Linked DNA regions of Oryctolagus cuniculus: region 1 is linked to region 2. The links are chromatin contacts, called in public Hi-C maps. All regions are on one chromosome and are shown on one strand. Each heading gives the region's core, a stretch centred on a gene start, on an enhancer-like site or on the middle of the called end of the contact. The rest is flanking DNA. Distances are from core to core; before and after follow the strand shown.

What was found. Hi-C and Micro-C count contacts between places; a contact is called where the count stands out from the background.
Region 1: a contact with region 2 is called in a Hi-C map of an unstated tissue, with 6 times the contacts expected there. The contact joins two enhancer-like sites. A contact is called at or near these places in 2 of 6 Hi-C or Micro-C datasets (liver and an unstated tissue).

What each region holds. Positions count from the first base shown.
Region 1 is chr8:131,721,277-131,727,068 of mOryCun1.1, reverse strand. No RefSeq gene overlaps it. Among named protein-coding and RNA genes, the nearest start is that of TMEM192, 8.9 kb to the left of the region's middle. Within about 2 kb of position 1,403, at least 1 of the 8 cell types and tissues checked has an H3K27ac peak or open chromatin away from gene starts, as enhancers often do.
Region 2 is chr8:131,562,189-131,567,648 of mOryCun1.1, reverse strand. It overlaps KLHL2 (kelch like family member 2), which reads left to right. Exons shown (of 15, transcript XM_008273508.4): 5 at 1,763-1,925. Among named protein-coding and RNA genes, the nearest start is that of MSMO1, 58 kb to the right of the region's middle. Within about 2 kb of position 1,373, at least 1 of the 8 cell types and tissues checked has an H3K27ac peak or open chromatin away from gene starts, as enhancers often do.

The DNA of each region.
Region 1 (5,792 bases), core at 154-2,653, 160 kb before region 2:
ATGAGCAACAAACCCACTCACTGCTCTAGCCCCTGGCTTCTCAGCCTGCTTGCCTATAGGTTCCTTAACTACAGTATTGGCGAAAGGACAGGCCCTCAGATTACACAGCTAAAGCAGAGAATTGAAGTGTGAGACAGGTGTGAGAATTTGCTTCCCATCTTGGGGAGAAATAAATCGAAGCGTCCTTATGTGGTTTGCCAAAACAACATCCTGAACTGTGCACCGGTGCCATGAACTTCCGCCAAGGGAAAACATCTCATCAGAGTGATTGAGCAAAGTGCTTCTCGCCTGCTAGGATGATGCTGAACTTAATCAAAACGCGTTTATTAAGTACTTAATTACATGCCGTGCTACATGGAGGCCTGCAGAGAATTGTGTGCACCTGGTCCCCTCTCCTGCAGATTACAAGACAGTGGGAAGGGGTAGCGGGTAGACAGGAAGGGAGCTAAATCATTTCATGAGTTCCTCGTCTGTGCCAACCCCATATAGGGTAAAGAATTTAATCTTAGGAGATAATTGTTATTTTGTCCATTTTATAGATAGGGAAAGTGGGACTCAGAGCAGTAAGTTGTAGAACTGGAGTTTAAGGTGAGTTTTTGGATATGAAGACTTGTTCACTGCCTCTGAGAGTGTGCTAAAAATAAAAGGACTCTTTGAGACAATATGACAACTCCCAAGCATTCAGAGACGGAAGGCAGAGATGTATATACCATACTGTTTGGGATGAAAGAAAGTATGTCCTACAAAAGACTGAAAAAGACTCTTTCTTTTTTATATTTATTTATTTATTTGAAAGAGTTAGAGTGAGAAGGAAAGAGAGAGAGAGAGAGAGAGAGAGAGATCTTCCATCTGCTGGTTCACTCCCCAAATGGCTGCAATGATCAGGGCTAGGCCAGGCCGAAGCCAGTAGCTGCTTCTTCTGGGTTTCCTACATGGTGCAGAGGCCCAAGGACTTGGGTCATCTTCAGCTGACTTCCCAGGCACATTACAGGGAGCTGGATCAGAAATGGAGCAACAGAACACAATCTAGCATTCTGATATGGGATGCTGGTGTCCCCAAATATGTCCACCTGCTATGCCACAAGGCCAAACTTGAGACAGCTTCTGATACTCTATCCTTACCCCATGAAGCTTATCAAAATATTTTCTTCCAACCAAACTCAGAGAAGAAATTGGTATGAAATTGGCTCCACCTCATCAGTCTTTCCTCCTCCTGTCCTCCACACCATGTCCCTTACGCCGGCCTGGTGGCTGCTCCTTAGGAGCAGCCAGCGAGGTCAGTGCAGCTTGTGCTCACTGCAAACCATCAGGAAACGTTAAGGAACCTCAAGGGTGCCCCCTAGTAATCTAAACAAGGTAATTGAAGATTCCCCGCAAACATGCTTGCATTTAGAGGTGCAGTTGTCATCCTGCCCACTGAGCGGCGCTGCTTCTCTGTTAGTAAGAAGGAGGTGGCCCACTCGGATCAAGGGTCTTCTGTTCTCTTCCAAAGGAGACCTCCATGGAGCGTTTCTGGCTAACTCTTGAAGACAGAGGTTCGTGTTCCCTTCTGTGCCATGTTTGAAGAGGCTTTTAATGACTCCCGAAGAAGTAAAGTGAGTGATTATTTGAATAGCACTGAGTATGTGTCAGGCGTTGGGCTAGGAAGCTGATAAACCGAAATATCCAGAGAAAGAGCTTAGAAAGGGAAGACTTAACTGCCTCAGGGGTCATCCTCATCGCGATCTGCAGCAGACACATCATCACCGGATACCCTCCTCCTTGTGCAGGGCAAAAGCACACAGCCAGTCGGCATAACCAGAACGCTTTAGCTGCAAGGTTGAGGAAGGACATTAAGGTGCCTTTATTTCCTCTTCTCAAGAACAGGGAATGGAGATAAAGACTTACTCAGTGCCCATTATACATCAGGTTTTATGTTGCTGTTCCCATTAAATCTAAATTTTATGAGATGGTATTATACTCATTTTCCAGGAAAGGACAATGAGACTCAAAGAAGCTAGATGATTTCACCAGTCACACAACTGCGTCAGGTGATAAAGCTAAGTACATATGACCCTGTAGTCCATGGTTTAACACGCCGCCGCTGCCACCACCACTACCAACAACAACCACAATAAGGCAGACATTTCTGATGGGACAAAGTCTTTTCAGTTTCTGGAATTATTTTAAAATAGCAAGATTGGAAAACTTTGATAAGATTGCTGTGTTACATAGAAACTGATTTTATGCATTCAGTCTCTTCTAAGCAGCATGTTCTTCAGGATCAGGGGCATACCAGTTAAAATGCTGTTTGGGACAGCCACATCCCACACTGGAGTGCCTGGATTTGAATCCCGTTCTGCGCCTGATTCCGGATTTCTGCTAATGCTCACCCTGAGAGGCAGCAGGTGATGGCTCAAGTAGTTGAGTCGCTGCCATCTGTCGGGAGACCTGCATTGAGTTCCTGGCTCCTGGCTTCTACCTGGCCCATCCTTGACTGTTGTGAGCATTTGGGGAGAGAACCAGAGGATGGGTGCTCTGTTTGTCTCTCTGTCTTTTGAGTAAACAAATATTAATTTTTTTTTAAACTCAATTTCTTCAGTATTGCCTTTATGGAAATCTTAGTTGGTTGAGAGTTATAAACTAAATGAGGAACAGCATAGAACACTTTCATTGCAGGTTTAAAAAAAGATTTATTTGTTTATTTGAAAGGTAGAGTGATAGAGAATGAAGTAGAGAGAGTGGCTATAACTGCCAAGGCTGGTCCAGGCTGAAGCCAAGAGCCTAGTACTCCATCCAGGTCTCCCATATGGGTGACAGGGACCCAAGCACTTGGGCCATCTTCTGCTGCCTTCCTAGGTGCGTTAGCCAGGAATTGGATCAGAAGTGGAACAGCAGAGATTTGAACCCATACCCATAAATGATGTCATAAATGATATCAGTGTCATAAGCATAGCTTAACCCACTGTGCCATTACGCTAGCCCCCATGCAGATTTTTTTAATAATATGTATTTATTTATTTGAAAGGAAGAGTTACGGAGTGGGAGGAAGGCAGGATGTCTTATCTCCTGGTTGACTCTCCAAATGGCTACATTAGTTGGAGCTGGGGGAGGCTGAAGCCAGTAGCCTGGAACTTCATTCGGGTCTCTCAGATGGGTGGCAAGGGCCCAAGCACTCGGGTGCTTTGCTGCTTTCCCAGGGAACTGCATCAGAAGCGGACTCAAAGTGGTGCCCGTATGGGATGCTGGCACTTCAGGCAGCCCCTTAACCTGCTGTATCACACGCTGGCCTCTCTTTGCAGATGTTGAGTTTCAGCTCATTCTTGTAATTTTTCATCATATATATTCAAATCAGTCTGCAAACTTTAGGGAGTTTCATTTCTGCTCTGGGAAAAGACATCACGTGACCTTTACCCTAGAACATATAAAGCATAATGAAGACAGAGGAGTCACTTCCTTTTGTTCTCTGCTGGCTTTATTCTACCAAAAGAAGGCTAAGGAAGGAATAAAAGTTGTGTTTTCCGGAGCACCTGACTGATTATTAGGAGGTTTTCTTCCTCTCCACTATTGTTAGTCCAAGTGTGAGTGCTTGACAGACTTGAGGGTATCCGACGCCTGGTCACAGACATCTTTAGAAATTTTAGAGACTCCGTCAAGTACCCCACCTACTAACTTAGTAACAGTGATGAAATTAAGCCAACACAAAAATTATTTGGATTATAAGTATTATAAATGTTCTCTTTTCTATTGGCTGTTTATGAGAAATCTTTTAAGATTTCCTGCCATCTGTTTCTAAAAGGGGAAGGAATGGGAAATGATTTGCCAGTATTTGAAACATGGTGTTTATATTTACTTGTTGGGTTAAGCTCAAGTTTCTGCAGTATCTTTGGTCTGGGAAAGAAGGTTTAGCTACTTACTTTTGCTCCAGTTCACTGGGATGTTGCTTCATAAGATCGGAGAAACATGCGATAACTGATTTTTGTGAAACAAAATTCACATTTTTCAGCTCCTATTGTTTGCAAGGCAGCGAGCCAGACATATCAGCTTGCTGGGGCTGCTGTAGCACAAAGTACCACACACTGCGTGGCTTGCACAATAGAAGTTTGTTTTCCTACCACTGTGGAGACCAGAAGTCTGAGATCAAAGTGGTGGCAACTTTTTGTTTATTTCTTCTTAGTCCTCTTCCTGGTTTTGTTAGATGCCTGTCTTCTGTCTGCTCATGATCTTTCCACTATGCCTATAATTTTTTAAAAAGATTTATTTTATTTATTTGAAAGAGTTACAGAGAGAGGTAGAGAGAGAGAGGTCTTCCATCCACTGGTTCACTCCCTGGATGGCCACAACAGCTGGAGCTGCGCCAAACCGAAACCAGGAGCCAGGTGCTTCTCCCAGGTCTCCCACACAGGTGCAGGGGCCCAAGGACCTGGACCATCTTCTACTGCTTTCCCAGGCCATAGCAGAGAGCTGGATAGGAAGAGGAGCAGCCGGGACTAGAACTGGCGCCCATATGGGATGCTGGCGCCTCAGGCCAGGGCTTTAACCCACTGCGCCACAGCGGGTTTATTACAATGTTTATTACAAATTTCCTCTCATAAGAAAAACACCATACTCCAGTGTATAGTCTTTGGTGTGCTGAGTAATTTGAAGGAGATTGCAAGGCCTCAGGAGCAGTGCCAGAGGCAAGCTCCCTCTGACTTTGTCCTGCCCTCAAGGCAAGTCATAGCAACTAGAATCCTCTCCACTAGGGTGGGTCACAGAAATCAGAACTCCTTCCCCCCAATCCAGCCCATAAAATGTAAGAATATTACTCAAACCTGCCTCCCTTTCTGCGAAACAGCTGACCATAAAGAAGTTCCCTGGCCTACCTTGTCTGATAGAAGACATAAGACCTTCACTCCAGAAAAGTCCTGCCCCATACCCAATAGGAATGAATGCTGCAGAGGGCCCACAGAGTCTGAACACAGGTTTTGCTGGTTTTCCCCTCCGTCTATTCCCATTAGATCAGGCCATTTCTGGGAACCAAACATAGAAAGATATGGTTCCTATGGGTCTTTGTCTCTGAAGGCTCCTCTGTCATATAAAACTATGATCAAAAACACATATTATTTTTCTCTTGTTAACCTGTTTTTGCTTTTGTAAAAATTTATCTACTTGAAAGGCAGAGAAAGAGAGAGAGAGAGATCCTCCATCTACCAGTTCACTCCCCAATTGCTCACAACAACCAAGGCTGGGCCAGGCCAATAATGAGAGCAAGGAACTCCATCCGGGTCTCCCGCATTGGGTGGCAGGAACCCATGTGCTTGAGCCATTATTTGCTGCCTCTCAGGGTACACATTTAACAGGAAGCTGGATTAAAAGAGGAAGCAGGACTCCATCCGAGGCACTGTGATATGCGATGTTGGCATCCCAAGACACAGATCATCCAAGTCACCACAATGCCCACCCCCTGTCTTTCATTCTAGGAGTGATGACTATGGCTCTCATGATAGGCTAGGGAAAGCATTACGTTTTTCTGCGCCTATAGGGCTCACCCTAAAGACCTCATTTTAGCTTAATTACATCTTTCAAGACCTTATTACCAAATGTGGTTATATTCTAAGATATTCAGTATTAGGAGTTTAACAAATGAATTTTGGGGAAACATAATTCAACCTCTAACAGAAACAGAGTAAGTGAACAAGAAAGATATGACCCATGTACTCACAGAATTTCCAGTTCAGAGGCGATACAAAGAAACAAACAGGAGATGATGATTCAGTGTGATAAATTCAAAATAGAAAGAAATGCAGAGATGTGGAGAGAGGCCTTTAATG
Region 2 (5,460 bases), core at 124-2,623:
TGTTGATTGAAATAAACAGATTGTTCATAATTGAGCCAGCATATACTCTCAGCGCAAGAGCCAGCCAGTTTCTGCTGAACCAGGTTTCCCTGTGCGTTTCTGTCAGCAAACACTTTGAACACTGCTGTACCACACAGTGTTGTCTCTGGGAAATGCTGGTGAGATGGGTGATCATTCCAGAAACTGAATATCACTCTGAAGACCACTTTCTAGACTGGATGTGTGTGCTGAATTAAATGGCTGCACTGTTAACCATCTTGGAATGTTCTTTACTTTGCTTCAGAGTACAATTATATCAGCAAAGGGAAACCTCTGACTGGAAAATTATCAACAAATTAAAGCCTTCCGTGGAGATCCATCCCCATCAAGTAATGAAACACACTGTACATATTATGCAATAGCTTTGGCTAGAGCAATATTATTTATATTTCATTGTTCTTAAAGTCAGAAGGAAAAGGCATTATCTACATACTGTTTCCTTTTGTTTCAGAGAAAACTATTAGTAGTTGGTAAGTCGGGCTGAAACACAGAAAGTCACACCTTTAAGTTCTTAATTTTGTTCATTTGTGCACACATGCATGTATACATACACACACATGTGCAGCCACACACACTTTAGATCTGAGAGTGAAAGCTTACGAGCTCTCTAAGAAAATAAGAGCATTTTGTGTTTCAGAAAGGTATGAATGCTCTCTTTCCACATTCAGAACTTATTATGAAGATTCAGGAGCATCATAAAAGATATTAAAAACCACCATTTCTTTGCTCTGTTCTCTTTGCACCTCAGTGTTGTGGGCTGAAGGATGGTGTATATGTAAATGAACTCCTGAAAGAACTCACAGGGTGTTTTTTTTATGCTAATGTGATCTTTTCTAAAATTGACCATTGTTCTAATAGTTAAGGGTTTTTTTTTTTTTTGACTTTCATAAAAGAAAGCAGATGTTAAGTAACTTTTTTAAAGTAAAGTTTTTCTTCTTAATTTGACTTTCAGATATGGTCCTTAACATAAAACTTACTAATTCACTTAATAAGGAAAATGTTTCCATTGTTGACCTATTTGAAAAGCAATGATAGTGTTGGATATAGGATTTATAGTGAAGACATTGGTTAAATTCCACCACTTTAAGTAATATAAAATTGCTTATTTATTTGAATAAAAAATACAAATTTAAGTTACAGTTAGGTAGTCACCTCTTATGTTGTTTTTTAGCACATTCTAGAGAAACAGTGTGCTTGTAGCTAGAGATTGTTGGGTTTCAGATGTTCCACCTGCTGAGGGAAACAGTTTATTGCATCACTGAGACAGGGCAAAACAAAAGCCTCTGCAAAATGAGGCGTTTTGTGATGTGTGTCACCCTGCCCCCACTTCCCACAAACCATTGCAGCTCCTGCCTGCTTGAACCAAAGGAGCCAGCTGTTTCACTGAACCATAGCACCCTCTAGCATCCTAATGCTTTGTGTTTTCACAACTCAACAGGAACGTTTTGTTTTTCCTTACAAAATGAACCATTAATCTAACATGATTTGGTGTCTGTGTTCCTCTGACCACAGAGAGGAGGCCCTTGAAGGGAATTAGGGAGAAAGTGAAGAGTGAAGAGTCATCGCCATTTTTGCAAATAATTGTTACATTTGTTTTCTGTGTAATTTTGGGGTGTGAATGTGAATGGCTGGACCTCTTGTGCCCCCCTGTGTAGCGGCAATAAATGAGAGATGGGACCGTTGACCAGCTGGTCACCTGATCTCCTTCCTCTGTATCTTGCAGGTACTTCTCCCAGCAGCTGGTCTGTTACAGTTACAGGATGTGAAGAAGACTTGCTGTGAATTTTTGGAATCCCAGCTTCACCCTGTGAACTGCCTAGGAATCCGGGCTTTTGCTGATATGCATGCGTGCACAGACCTCTTGAACAAGGCTAACACCTATGCAGGCAAGTGCGATCAGCTGGGCATGAAGCCAAAGTCTGGAACCCTTGAGTTCTTGCCTGATTCTGCAGTGGTCTCTGGAGAGTTGTGTCATGTTTCTAGACCTGGCTTTTATAAAAATAGATCCAGAATCTTTTAATGAGAGCACTGCCTAATAGAAACATGCTCACAAAATTGAAAACGTAAGAAAAAAGCAACTGTACATTGGTGTGGAGCCTGAATAATGGAATGGCTAATTTTATGCAGATACTGAATCCCTGTGTATTTTTCTTTCACATCGTCAGATTAATAGCTGTGTAAGAAACTATGTGCATGTTAGTTATATCTCTGCAATTTTTGATGCCTTTTTCTTGAATTTGTGAAAATAAGCTTTGTGGCTTAAAACATCTTCAAAGTAGAGAACTCTAGATCACATTCACATGGAGTAGAAAAGTGAACCCCAGATGTGAGCAGCCCTTTCCTTAGACCTTGGTTTCTGTGACTGCCTGCTGGCTTCTCTTTGGGATGGAGTTGGTGTGCTGCTGCTCTTGTCATCACTTTGACTCTCATCGCTCCCCTACCTACCGTGCATCTCCAGTAAGGGAGTAGAGATTCATGTTATACAAGTTTATAAAGGTAACCTACAGTTTTTCTCTGAGTTTGTATACTTTTAAAAATACATATTAAAAGTGATTACTAGGATGTTTCTAATTTTTTTTAATTTGTCTTCCTGTGAAGATAAACCTGGTAGAAATTACAATCTCCTGCCTGCCTACAAGATTCTACCTTGCATCTAAAACCCAGGAGGAGGAGTTACAGTCATTGCCCCCATAATAACCTCAGGATCCTCAACTTCCCTAGCTTTCAGATGCAGGGCCCTGTGTCTAAACTGCTTCCTGCAGTATGCTTGCTGTAGTGAGGGAGGGAGTTTCGGTACATAGACCTTAGCATTGGAAAGAAATCTTCCTAGTGGTTAGTTGGGAGAAAGACGCAATGCTTCAGTAAGGCACAAGAAGTCTGATAAATTTGAATTCCGTAGATTCCTGTGGGGTGATCTGGTGGCCTAGTTACCCTTTATAAAGTGGTTTCCATGGGAAAGTGTGATTTGAGTTTGGGGAAGCTGATTGTGGATGAGCTCTTAGAACTCAGCCCTCCTGTAATTTGGGAATGCTGTGATACATAACAGTGTTCATGTAGTCCTTTTGAGTGAGTTGAAGCATTTTGAAAGCATTTAAGGGCCGGCACTGTGGTGTAGCTGGTGAAGCCGCCGCCTTCAGTGCCGGCATCCCATGTGGGCACCGGTTTGAGATCTGGCTGCTCCACTTCCGATCCAACTCTCTGCTGTGGCCTGGGAAAGCAGACGAGGATGGCCCAAGTCCTTGAGTCCCTGCAGCCACACGGGAGACCTTGAGGAAGCTCCTGGCTCCTGGCTTCCGATCGGCGCAGCTCCAGCCACTGTGGCCAACTGGGGAGTGAACCAGCCAATGGAAGACCTCTCTGTCTCTCTGTCTCTCTCTCTCTCTCTCTCTCTCTCTCTCTGTCTCTCTCTCTCTCTCTCTCTGCCTCTTCTCTCTCTGTGTAACTCCGACTTTCAAATGAAGTAGGTAAATATTAAAAAAAAAAAAGCCTTTAAAAGATAAATGTGAATTCATTGATATGTTCTAATATGGCCAATTCTGTTCCTCAGCCAAGTAGAAATATTCCTTCTAAATCTAAACTCCACTAAATTCTAGCCATAATGTGCCTCTTATAAGTTATGTATATTAAGAAAACTAAGGAGGGTCGAATATTTAGGGCAGTTTTTTCCTGTATGAAGCAACCATCAACATTATATAGTTGCTAGGTTGTTAATTGTCTCCACAGTGGTAAAGATTCCTGACTTCGGGGTGGGTTGGGGTTACCTGAGGATTAATGCAACAGATACCCAGAATTCACATGAATACTCATGGTTTTACTTATATCAGAAACAACTCATTTACTGTGTTTTCAGGAGTTAGATTTGATTTCTCTTCTATTTGAGAATCTTAAATTTATTACATTGTACTACAAAACATGAAAATTTTCTTACCAGAAATAGAACTCCAGATATTAATGTGCAAGTTGTTTATTATAATTATGCCAACAGTTGTTTTTGTTTTTGTTTTTTTTTTTTTGGTGGGAAATTTACTGGCAAGGCCAGCATTGAGGCACAGTAAGTTAAGGTGCTGCTTGCGACCCCAACTTCCGATGTTGTAGTGCCAGTTTGAGTCCCGACTGCTCTAGTTTCAATCCAGCTCCCTGATAACGTGCCAGGGAAAGCAGCAGAAGGTGGCCCAAGTGCTTTAGTGACTGCCACCCACGTAGGAGATCCAGATGAAGTTCCTGGCCATTTGGGGAGTGAACCAGTAGATGGAAGATCTCTCTCTCTTTCTGTCTCTCTCTCTGCCTTTCAGATAAATAAATACATTTCTTTAAAAATACAAATTCTTGTCACTTTCATAAAAATATAAATACTGATTTTTAAATTTTTAGTGTACTATATTTTATTTTACTGTTAAAAATTATTTCTTTATTTGAAAAGCAGAGTTATATAGCATGAAGTGGAGAGACGGAGATCATCTTCCGTGCCAAATGGTTACAACAGCTGGGGCTGGGCCAGGCCAAAGCCAGGAGCTTCATCTGAGGTCTCCCATATGGGTAGCAGGGGTTCAAGCACTTCCCACGTTCATACCATGCTTCTGAATCTGGTATTTGCTTGAGTTTCTTGGATTTATAAATAGCATTTAAAATATCTTTAATTATGAAAAGTTAGAAACATATACAAAAATGGAACAGTACTCACCTGTTTGAACAGTTGTCAACTTGTGGATAACCTCGTTTCATCTGAAACCCTTTATATTTCCCCTTCCTCTTTTTTTAATCTGTAGACTTTTTAATGAAATCTGATATACATATAGAAAAACACACAAATCGTTAAGTCACAACCTGATGAATTTTTACAAACTTTTGTTATTTTGAAGCAGTTATTTTATCTGTATGTTTCATTCTTACTTTTTTTTTTTTTTTTTTTTTTTTGACAGGCAGAGTGGACAGTGAGAGAGAGAGACAGAGAAAGGTCTTCCTTTTTGCCATTGGTTCACCTTCCAATGGCCGCCGTGGCCGGCGCACCGTGCTGATCTGAAGGCAGGAGCCAAGGTGCTTCTCCTGGTCTCCCATGGAGGTTCAGGGCCCAAGGACTTGGGCCATCCTCCACTGCACTCCCGGGCCACAGCAGAGAGCTGGCCTGGAAGTGGGGCAACCAGGACAGAATCCGGCACCCCAACCGGGACTAGAACCCGGTGTGCCGGCACCACAAGGTGGAGGATTAGCCTATTGAGCCACAGCGCCGGCCTCATTCTTACATTTTTAAACAAATATAATTACAAAGACAAATCTCATAATGAAAGCATGAATATTTCAATTTTTTGGTTTGTTGATAACTCATTGTGACAAACTTTCTAAAATAAATGATCCAGAATAGTCCTGAGAAACAGTTGTTCTTCATAGTGAAAATATCTGATTGTTATTTGTATCTTAGGTAGA